Regions from separate parts of the Sus scrofa genome. Here region 1 is linked to region 2. The links are chromatin contacts, called in public Hi-C maps. All regions are on one chromosome and are shown on one strand. Each heading gives the region's core, a stretch centred on a gene start, on an enhancer-like site or on the middle of the called end of the contact. The rest is flanking DNA. Distances are from core to core; before and after follow the strand shown. Region 1 holds the start of LOC102157687. Region 2 holds the start of BBX (HMG box transcription factor BBX).

What was found. A called contact is a pair of places that touch in the nucleus more often than the background predicts.
Region 1: a contact with region 2 is called in a Hi-C map of skeletal muscle, with 4 times the contacts expected there. The contact joins the promoter of LOC102157687 here to the promoter of BBX in region 2. A contact is called at or near these places in 1 of 5 promoter capture datasets (liver), 16 of 47 Hi-C or Micro-C datasets (alveolar macrophages, brain, embryonic fibroblasts and 8 more) and 2 of 2 datasets of contacts at active chromatin or transcription factors (alveolar macrophages and skeletal muscle).

What each region holds. Positions count from the first base shown.
Region 1 is chr13:152,095,402-152,100,131 of Sscrofa11.1, reverse strand. LOC102157687 reads right to left here and starts at 2,025. Exons shown (of 7, transcript XR_002337929.1): 1 at 1-2,025.
Region 2 is chr13:152,002,175-152,007,632 of Sscrofa11.1, reverse strand. BBX (HMG box transcription factor BBX) reads left to right here and starts at 2,555. Exons shown (of 18, transcript XM_021070469.1): 1 at 2,555-2,713.

The sequences.
Region 1 (4,730 bases), core at 776-3,275, 93 kb before region 2:
AACCGCCGGGTCTCGGGCGGAAGCGCGGGCTTCGGAAGGGAGGGGCTACCGCGCCCCGCGAGGCCCAGGGCTCTCTGCCCCCTGCTGCGCCGGTCGATGCAGGAGTAGATACCAGGCTGCGGTTGCGCCTGCCTGGCAAGGATGGCCCCTGATCCGTTTCAACCCGTTACCCACGCGTGGTGGGGCGGGGCCGGAGCCCACGCATGTCGGTGCGGCTATGCATCTTTCACTTGCACCATTGACCCCTCCAGCCGCGCAGGCCCCAGCTTCCAGGTTGGCACTCTGCTTTTGCACCTCCAGGAGCCAAAGCTGCCGACCCCAGCCTCCCGGCAAGCCGTGACTTCCCGGATGGGGCCTTGCTTTTCTTCCAGGACAATCAGGGCTCCTCCCCTCCCAGCGATCTTTCTAGGAGGCCACCTCCAGAGATTCAGAGGCGATTTCCTCTCCGCTGGTACTCAACTGGTAACTCCTCTCACTAAAAACACCAGGGAGAATCGCAAGCTGGAAATTAGGCGAGGAGCTACCACCACCGAAAAAAACACACAGTTCAATGTACGCGGAGAGTTTTGATCAGTAGCTTAATGGGGGACAGAAGTTCGCTATTTATGATATCGCTGATTTTCAAGCTTTTTTAAAGTTACATTGCCCTGTTTTCTGCTCGGTCAACAAAATGAGAAATGGATTACTGCTTTTTAAAAATGATCCAAAGTCAACTGCAATGACAGTGACTTTGAGAATTTCACGACGTCTTGTGAGGTAAAATGGGAGACGCACACCCGGGTGGGAGTCATGGTATTATGTAGTGGCCGGCTGGATCCAGCCAGCAAAGTCCTTGAGACTCATTCCCTGCCTTTTAATGGGACTTTATCGTTTAATTATTTTTTTTAAATTATCCTGAGGCTCTCATGAATCTAAGAATAAGAAGAGGACAAAGATTGAGCACAACGTTTAGACTTCCCTCAAACTATCCTTACCTCTCTTGGGGAAGTAATGCCTGGGGCTAATAAAGAATCTCAGATGTGAGGTCAAATAAATGTTGCTTAAAAAAAACCCTTCAGTTATACTTCCCTTATTTATTCAACAGGTGCTTATAGAGCACCTACCCTGCACCAAACACACACATTCACACCCCATACATACATCCTATGGGCTATGCAAATGATAATATCTATTGAATGCTTAGAATGAGGCAGACAATATAATGTATGTTTTAAAAGCATTATTACCACTTTACCCTGCCAGGGACAATATTGAGTAGATACTGTTATTGTTATCCCCGCTTTATAGATTAGAAAAATGACTGGAAATAACTTGTACAAGGTCACCTAGTTAGTAAGTGGCCTGGCAGGGGGTAGAGTCCAGTCCCATGCAGAGTCCACAGGCTCACCATGACACTATATCCTCCAGTCGGATCTGGAAATCTGTGTATTTTGGAACCACCTCAGGTGAATCTAATGCAAAATAGAACTGAAGAAGCATTGATATAATCGCACTCCCTCTTTTTCCTGATCAGAAAATAGACTCGAAGAAGTGATTTATCTGAAGACACACAGTTAATTAATTGCAGAATGAAATCCAGAGACCCACCTCCTGGTTCCTTGCCCAATGTTCTTTCTACCATCCCGACCACATCAGCTCGGTCCAAGAGGAATCAAAGAATGTAAATAATTCAACAATTACAACAAGCATACAGTCAAATCTTGATTGTCCTTAGCTTCCTCTTATAATTGCTTCCCTTCTGGATATTTGACTGTTGTAGTTTCTCTCCCAGAGGGAGTGAGAAACTGGGTGAAACACAGTTATTCCCTTTCTGACAATGTTAACTGGTAAGAACTCTAATATTAAAAAGAAAAAAAGGGAAAAGAAAAGCCAGAGAGGTTTGACGGCAGAAAAGGCTAAAACAGGTTCCTAAAATAAGACTTGCAGATGATCCCTGGATTTTGGTTTTCCATGCTTCCATGCTACCAACTCCCATTGCTGTAAGGAAATACATGAAGTGAGAAAGAAGCCACACGGATACCCCATCTAATGCAACCATTCCTCTTCCTGTGACCTCATGCCTACCCAATGTTGATATTTTAGAAGTAGGAAAAAAGAAAAGGAAATAATAAAGGGAGCGTGACAAATTATCCTAAAACAATTGCTACTTTTGTTTTGTAGAGTGGAAAAGTTATAGCTCAAAAAAGAAATAAGTAGGCCACTGTTCCTCCACCTTCAGTCTCAAGCACTGAACACAGAGAATCATACATTGTCACTAAAACAAATAGATTTAGCAAGCTTATAACATCCTGACTTCTATTTATTTCGCTTTTTATCTCTTTCTTTTCAACCTACTCTCAGGTCATAGGAATGTTGAGAGGCTGTACAATGACCATAGGGACTGCTGCCTTTTCTCAACAAGTCTGACCAAATTATTTCCCTACTTAAAATCATTTGCTGATTCCCCATGAACTCTATAAAATAAAATTTGACTCATTAACAAATTTGACTATATGTTACATATTAGCCCCTGACTACTTCTCACCACCGCCTCTCACTGAAACTTTGAGCAATACTAAACTAGCTGTGGTTCTCTGAACACACAATTTCTCTCCCACCTTTATGTTCTTGCACTATGCCTGTCCTCTCCCCGGAATTCCTTTCCCGCCTTGTCCTCTAGGTAAATGCCTACTTACTGCTCGAAACCCTGCTCAGACAGTGCCACAGTTCTTTCCTGACTCTCTGCTACCTCTCCCCAAAGCAGTAATCTCTTGCTCAAGTGGGAAGTCACTTCTGTTCCTTTTATATTTCTCTGTGACGGCTCTTAGTCTGTGTAATGATTTGTTCTCCATGTCCTTCTCTTCTATTAGACTAGAGTTCCTTGGGAATCTATCTGCATAAGCTTCTTTTAGTATATCAGAAAAATTAAGGAACATTGGATTAATTTATTTTTAAGTGGAATATTATTACATTGTAAAATAATATGCTCAGTATGTTTAAAGCAATAGGTCCATTTGTTGTCTAGTACGAAATATACAAAATAAATAGAGGAAAACATAGCGTATGTATTACACTTTTTTCAGATTACCCCATCATTTAAAATTTAGAGATACTTAACCTAAAAAGATTTCTGGAAGTTGAGGAAAAATACCAAGCATATTATTTGAAACTGTAACTAAAATACTGTTTAAATATAAATATACCCTGTTTCCTAATTTCGGACCCTTGGTAGTCCTAGCACCTAACACTATGACCTGCACCTGATACACAATATGCGTTGTTGAATTGTTCTAAACTAAACAGAGCAACCAGCTGATGTATCCATTAGTCCAGAGGCTTCTGGTTCCAGCTCATATCAGCTCCAGCTCGTCTGTCCCTTTGGTGAGCTCTTACCAGCTTCAGTCAGTTTGTCAGTCACATTTGTTCTTCTATTTGTTCTCTCTTTCAGCTAGCACTAATCTTTGGGCTGAACTGCAATTAGAATTAACATTTTGGGTTAAACTGTAATTATTTACATTTTCTTTTTGGCCACACCTGTGGCATATGGAAGTTCCCCAGCCAGGGATCAAACCCAAACCACAGCAGCAACCTAAGTGCTGCAGTGAAAACACCAGATCCTTAACCTGCCACAGGATAACTTACTTCCTTTTGACATTTTTAATGGAAAGGAGTCTCCAAACTCTTCCCCACTGATAACAGTTCAAGTTATTGAGGGGTGGAGACAGTTGATGGAACGGTAGGGCAGACAAGGCCTCCAAATCAGCTAGTGGATCTTTCATTCACTTATTCCACAAATAATTTTCCAGCATGAGCTATCTGCTAGGCTATAAGCCAGGCAGTGGCCTCCCAGACCTGTAGAGGGCCTGTTCTAGCCAACATCACCAGTTTTACTTGTAGAATTTCCTATTGCTGGAGGCTTACATGTGGGCAAAAATTTTACATACCTTCCAAGACCATGAGGGCCTGGCAAAACCAGGCACTTAAAGTAAGGGCTTTGCATAGATGAATTTTCCATGTCCAGGTAACTGTTTAGTGACTAAAGAATTTTGTATTCTGTGTATATTTATGCAAAATTTAAGAAATAACTGATAGATATTTAATAGCACCTCTGGAACACAAATAAATAGTAACTTTAGTCCACATTTCTGAAAAATGGTCTCACATTAACAAACTCATCTCATATGACAAGAGATCTGCACCTCTAGAAAGTTCACATAGGGAGTTCCCATTGTGGCTCAGCAGGTTTCAAACCTGACCAATATCCGTGAGGATGTAGGTTTCATCCCTGGCCTCATTCAGTGGGTTAAGGATCTGGTGTTGCCCTGAGCAGTGGCACTGGCCACAGACTTGACTCAGGTCCCAAGTTGCCTTGACTGTGGTGTAAGCTGTCAGCTGCTGCAGCTCCCATTTGACCCCTATCCTGGGAACTTCCATATGCTGTGGGTTCAGCCCTAATAAATAAATAAATAAATAAATAAATAAATAAATAAAAATAGAAGGTTCACATAACCATCTAATAATACCATGATTATCTTATATGTTTGTCTACTTAAGTATATTAGTAATGTTTATTTATATTTATCTCAAATAACTAATTAGGAAGAAAACCTGTGCTGTAGGAGGTACAGTTAAATATACTTTTTAGTATCATTGAAGTACACTTTTTACATCACTAGGGAAGAGAATCTAGAACTTTAGGTTCTTTAGTCCTGAGGAAAATAATGTGACATATAGCAAGATATGAATAATTA
Region 2 (5,458 bases), core at 1,306-3,805:
AATACTGAATGGTGGCTTATACTGCTACATAATGCCCAATAAACCACCAATATACAATATGTGTTAAAAAATGTGCCATTATCCAAATCTAAAGGCTCTGTGGACCCACCAGTTTTCCAATAGCAGTAATGACTTGCAACTAGTCATTTCTATGCACTTCTTTTTGCTTCCTTGCATCAGTCCTGGTCAGTTAGCACCATGTACTGCCAGAGGTCTCCAAACTTGACTGCAAAAACCCTGGGATATGTGCTAAGACTATAACATAGGATTATGGGAAGAAAATATCATATCACATTTAATTTTTATTTTTATCTGATTCTTTTTCATTTAGTTTTTGTGAGTGTATGCTTTGTAATAATAACTAATATATCTATGCAGTGGTGCATTTTTAAAACATGTACATAGATATACATATTGAGGATATACACTCAAACATTTTACTGATAGCAATATGTGATTTAGAAGTTTGAAAATGCAGTTTTAAATAATTCTGCTAAGTGTATTTCAACCAAAAAAAAATTTTGTGGCCATAAAGAAGTAGAGAATGTTTTCCTATAGTTGGGTCTAGGAGTAGGAGTGGGGAGCGGGCCTGTCTTTCATATTTTTCATAACGTGAATATTCTAGCAAATAATTCACATTTCACTCAGCAATTAAATATAGCAACTCGTGTTGATTTTTTTTTCCTCTTCAAAAAAGAGGACAGTGAAATCCCTGAGAAAGTTTTTTCTGACTTTTCCTCCATCTGCCTTTTGCCCCTGAAGTTTGTAATTTGGAAGAAAGGGCTGTTGAGTTATTCAAAACCTATGTTGGGTATTAAGAGTCCTGGGTTTAAGTTCCTTCTTCAATGGTATTCTGAGTAACCTTAAGCAATCCCATTTCTCTTATGGATAAAATAGAGATAATACTTAGCACTAACCTCAAGGCAGTGTGTAGAGTGGATAAAGAACATTTGTTCCTTCTGGCAACTAAATGCAGAGCATCATTAATATAACCTTTACTATTATAGGTTTAAAATGTGATTTTATATACTTATCTCTGTTAAAAATTATTTCCTTCTAAAAAATAAACATCACATTTCTAAATAACACCATTTGTTTTCTATACTTCATAAACTTAAATTTTCTCCATATCTGTTCCTGGTTCCCAGTCTTTCACACACAAGCACATACACACTCATTTGCTAACTTTATGGATGTGAGAGAAAAATCTCAAGATAACATCAAGGAAATAAAGAGGGATTTGAAATAAGTTCTCTTATCCAGTGTTCCTTTAAGTTTTAAAGCTACACATCTAGTCCATAAAATCCTAATGTTTATTTAATCATCAAAATGTTTGTGTTTAAGAATAATTCACAGACTCTTAAATCAGAAAGAACCATAAGAAAACATCTAGGACCTATGATAATGCCTGGTACACAGTAGATGCTGAATAAACATTTAATGAAGGGAAACTAGGGGAAGCTTCTTATTTTAACCTTATAAGAAAAAATGAAAACAAAACCTCAAACCAAATCTGAGAGTTAAAGAGGCTAAATTAGTTGCTCAAGATTGTTTAGCAAGTTTGAGAGTTGGGTCTAGAATTTATTTCTCTTAGTTTCCAGCTAAGGCTTTTCCTCAGCAACCTGTTGACTTGTTTATGTAGGACTGTCAAATATAAACTGTTAAAGATGCATCATAGAAAGAAAAATTAGAAATAAGTGTCCTTGGGGTCACCATCTCCCAAAGTCATCCAACATGAGATGTTCACATATGACTTGAAGTAAAGTAAATATCATATATAAAATATCAAAAATATAGATCTTGCATATATTGATTCAAAAGGCCTATTTTGAAGGAAAAGGGTCAACAACCAATCTTCCACGACTTAGTCTACTTTTCGGTACTGTTTGTATGCCCACACAGGTGATTTGCAGTCCTCTGATCAGCTACAAGTAGAGTCACTATTTCAGCAAAATGTTTATCTTTGTTTCTGGGTACCGTTGTGTTGATTTTTCTCAATTTACCTACGAATGAAGCATCAACAACCTCAATGTATTACAGTCCTAATAAACTTATCTTGCACTATTTTGGCCTGTGTGATAGCTAACCCATTGATAAAAGAATCCAAGCTGATTAAAAGCCTTTCCTGGCCACTTGTTAGCCAAGTCAGGCTGTAGAATCATAACACAATGCACGCCTCTTCCATGGGGCACCACAAGGCAACGATTAAAAAAAAAAAAAAAAAAAAAAAACCCTCACTTCCATATCCAGTGGAGTTGTAGTTTATTACTATAACCCTCCCAAGTCAAAAGGACACCAGTTTCAAGCCTTGCAACTTGGTGCAGACAGGGTTTTTGCCCCTCAACCCACTCTGCTGGGCCTCTCTACCTGTCCTCTCCTACTGTCTACAGGTCCCGAACATTAGAAAATAGAAAATGTGATGATCTTTGTGTGTCTCTGTAAAATGTGTGTATGTGTGCGTGTGTTTGGGTGTAACGGGTCTTCTGTTTGGCCGCGCGGCCTGTCCGTCACGGCACGGGCCAATGGCAGGCTGCCTTATATAAAATGAGTGTTTTCAGTCTCTCCGGGTTGCATGTACTGTATGTGGAGCAGTGTACAGTGAAGCGGAGGCAGAGCGGCTCAGCGAGCTCCTCTCCACTTTCCCATAGAGAACCCCTGACTGGCCGCTGAGGGCGAGCCACACACACGCCCTCACGCCCCGCGAGCCCGCGAGGTAAGAGCCCCCCATTCCCAGCCCTTCCCGGGCGCTCTCCCCTCACTTTCTGTTTTCCTACTCACTTGCGAGCCGCCGGGCTGCAGCCCCAAGGACTCCGCGGCAGGAGCAGCGGCGGCGGCGGCGGCGGCAGCCGGTAGGCTGGACTTGAGGAAGACGGAGGGAACCCCGCGCGTCCGGAGCCGCCGCCAGCCGGCCCGCTCCCCGGGCACTTTCCCCCTCCGCCAAAACTTTGGGTCGGGAGAGGTCGGGGGCGAGGGTCGCGGCGGCCGCGCCGGCGGGGGGCGGGGGGCGCAGAGGCAGTGCCCTGCGGGCGGGAGGCTGGGGGCCGGGCTGGGGAGTAGTAGGCCAGCCGGTGCCAGGCTGCGTTTGCAACCAGCACCTCTCGGCACACAGGCAGCGCCGCCCGAGAGGGGCACGGGAGCCGGGGCGCAGGCAGGAGCAGCCCGAGGAAAACAACAACAGAGCCCTCATGCCGGCGGGCGGCTCGTGGCCGCCCGGGGAGCCCCAAACTTCATCTCGGCGAAAGTACGTGGAGCCCAGCCTGGGCTCGGCTGCCGGGGAGGTGGGGCCTGGGGAGTCGGGGCAGGGGAGGAAGGTACGAGGAGCCAACCCTCAGTGTATTTATTGAACGTTTCGTGTGCGTCGGTGACCGGGAACAGCAGCCCAGTTGCTCGTTCATCTGGAGAGTTGGGATTTGGGTGTTCCGGCCCCGGAGATCGGTGCCCTCTCACCCCCCCACCCTTAACCAAATGCGCGGCGAGTAGAGAAAGTGCTGTTTTAGTGCCAGAGTGGCTAGGAGGAAGAATAGGGAGAGAGGGGGAAGAGGGCGAGGGAGAAGGGGAGAGAGAAGAGGGAGGGAAAGCCGGCGCGGGGGGGGGGGGGGGACGAGAGGGAGAGAGAGAGAGAGAGAGAGAGAGAACCAGAGAGAACGGGGGAGAGAGAACGAGAGAACGGGAGGGAAGAGAGGAGGGGGAAGAGGAGGAGGGAGGCTGTGTCAGGATTTTGCTTGAATGTGGGATTATGTTGTGTCAATAAGTTTAAGGTGGAGAGGGCGAAGCTGGGGGTGGTGGTGGTGGAGGGGAGGAGGAAGGCCTTGGCTGTTTAAAGTCTTAATTCTGAAGGTAAGTTATGGCATTGCATGGTCGCGATGACAGAAAACTTGCAGATCCTTTATCCGGGGATGGGGTCGATGCCTCTAGAAAGAGCTCCCCAGCCCTCTTAAGCCACACTCGTGTTACACTGTTATTTGCTGCGATCCGGGTCGCTAGTAAATTACAGAAATCAGACTCGAGGTTTCTTTTCCTCCTCCACCTCGTCTCGCTCGCTCACCCTCAGAAATTTATTATTATTTTTTTCAATTTTTTGGTATTGTATGAAACTTAACGTAACTGAGACCAAACCCGAGTCCTGTAATTTACAAGGAGCCTGAATCCAAGAATCTGGAACACGTTTATATGTGAAATATCCGCGATCATTTCAGCTAAATGAGGAAGGTAAAACGAAACGATGCAAAAAGCTAAGACACAACATGTACGACAGGGGCGGGGGGGGGGGAGAGGGAGAGACGGAGAGAGAAGCTATTTTTTGCTTTCCTTTCTGTAGAAAGGAAAATAAAGCGTGCATTCCCCTTCCCTCCTGGTGTGTAGGGTCTAGTCAATATTTTAACTGAGGACAAATTAGTCCAGGTGGATCTCGTTGAAAAGTTTCGCGAGGTGGGGTGGAAGGGGGGGGTTGCGAAGGGGAAGGTGGGTGGAGGTGGTGGGGGATGGGGACGGAGCGATCTCAGCCTCTGCTAATGGTCATTGGCCTGGGGCTTTGAAACCATTGCCTGTCCTGCTAATGACACGTCCAGTTCTTGTCTCCCCGCCGCGGACGCCGGGCTGCCGGGGACTGGGGTACTTTCCCCGCGCGGGGAGGGGCGTTCTTCGCCATCCCCTGGGGTTGCCCACTCGCGGCGTGGGGCCCCACGCGCGCCCCCTCTCCTGCGCGCCGCCGTCACCTCTGCTCGCGCGACTTTTGTAGCCAGCCCGCGGTGAGGGGGCGCAGGGGGCTCTCCGGCACGGACGTCCCCGCGTGGCCACCCCGCTCCCGGCCCCACGCGCGCCGCGCGGTCCAACCCCGGAATGGCAGCGCCGGGCCGGGCGGCGGTGCCTCCCCGGGGGGCAGCGGAGGCAGCGGCGGTGGCGGCGGGATCTTCGCCGGGGCCCGCGGGAGGAGGAGGACGGGGAGGAGGAGGGGAAGGAGGAGGAAGAGGAGGAGATGGAGGCGTTTTCTGCCCAGACTACCGCCAGTTCGAGCGGGCACGGGGACGGGGACACCCTACTCGTTGCTCCTCCGTTATGGAAAGGTGTTTAGCAGACTTTTACGCCCAGAGTGTGGGATTTGCACTTCATTTTTTTTCTCCCCCTTCTTCCCCAAAGCAAGATGGACTCTATTCCCTTTCTCTTTCTCCCTCTGCCTCTGTCTTGTCAGCCTTTAAGATCGACATTTTGTACTAAGATGCAAACTTGATGGTGACCAGCAACAAAGCCAGGGTGGGATCCCTCCCTCCCTTTCTCCCTCTCCGTTTCCTAGCTCCCCCCACCTCGACCTCGAAGACCTGGTGGCCCTGCACTTGACGCCAGGGGCTCTGGCGAATGTGTTTCCCCGTTTGGTTCCGATCTCCAATCTCGGGATTATGACCGGGGCCGAGCGTTTGGGCGACGGCTGTGGCCGCCCAGGTCTGCAGGGCTGAGGGCAGCG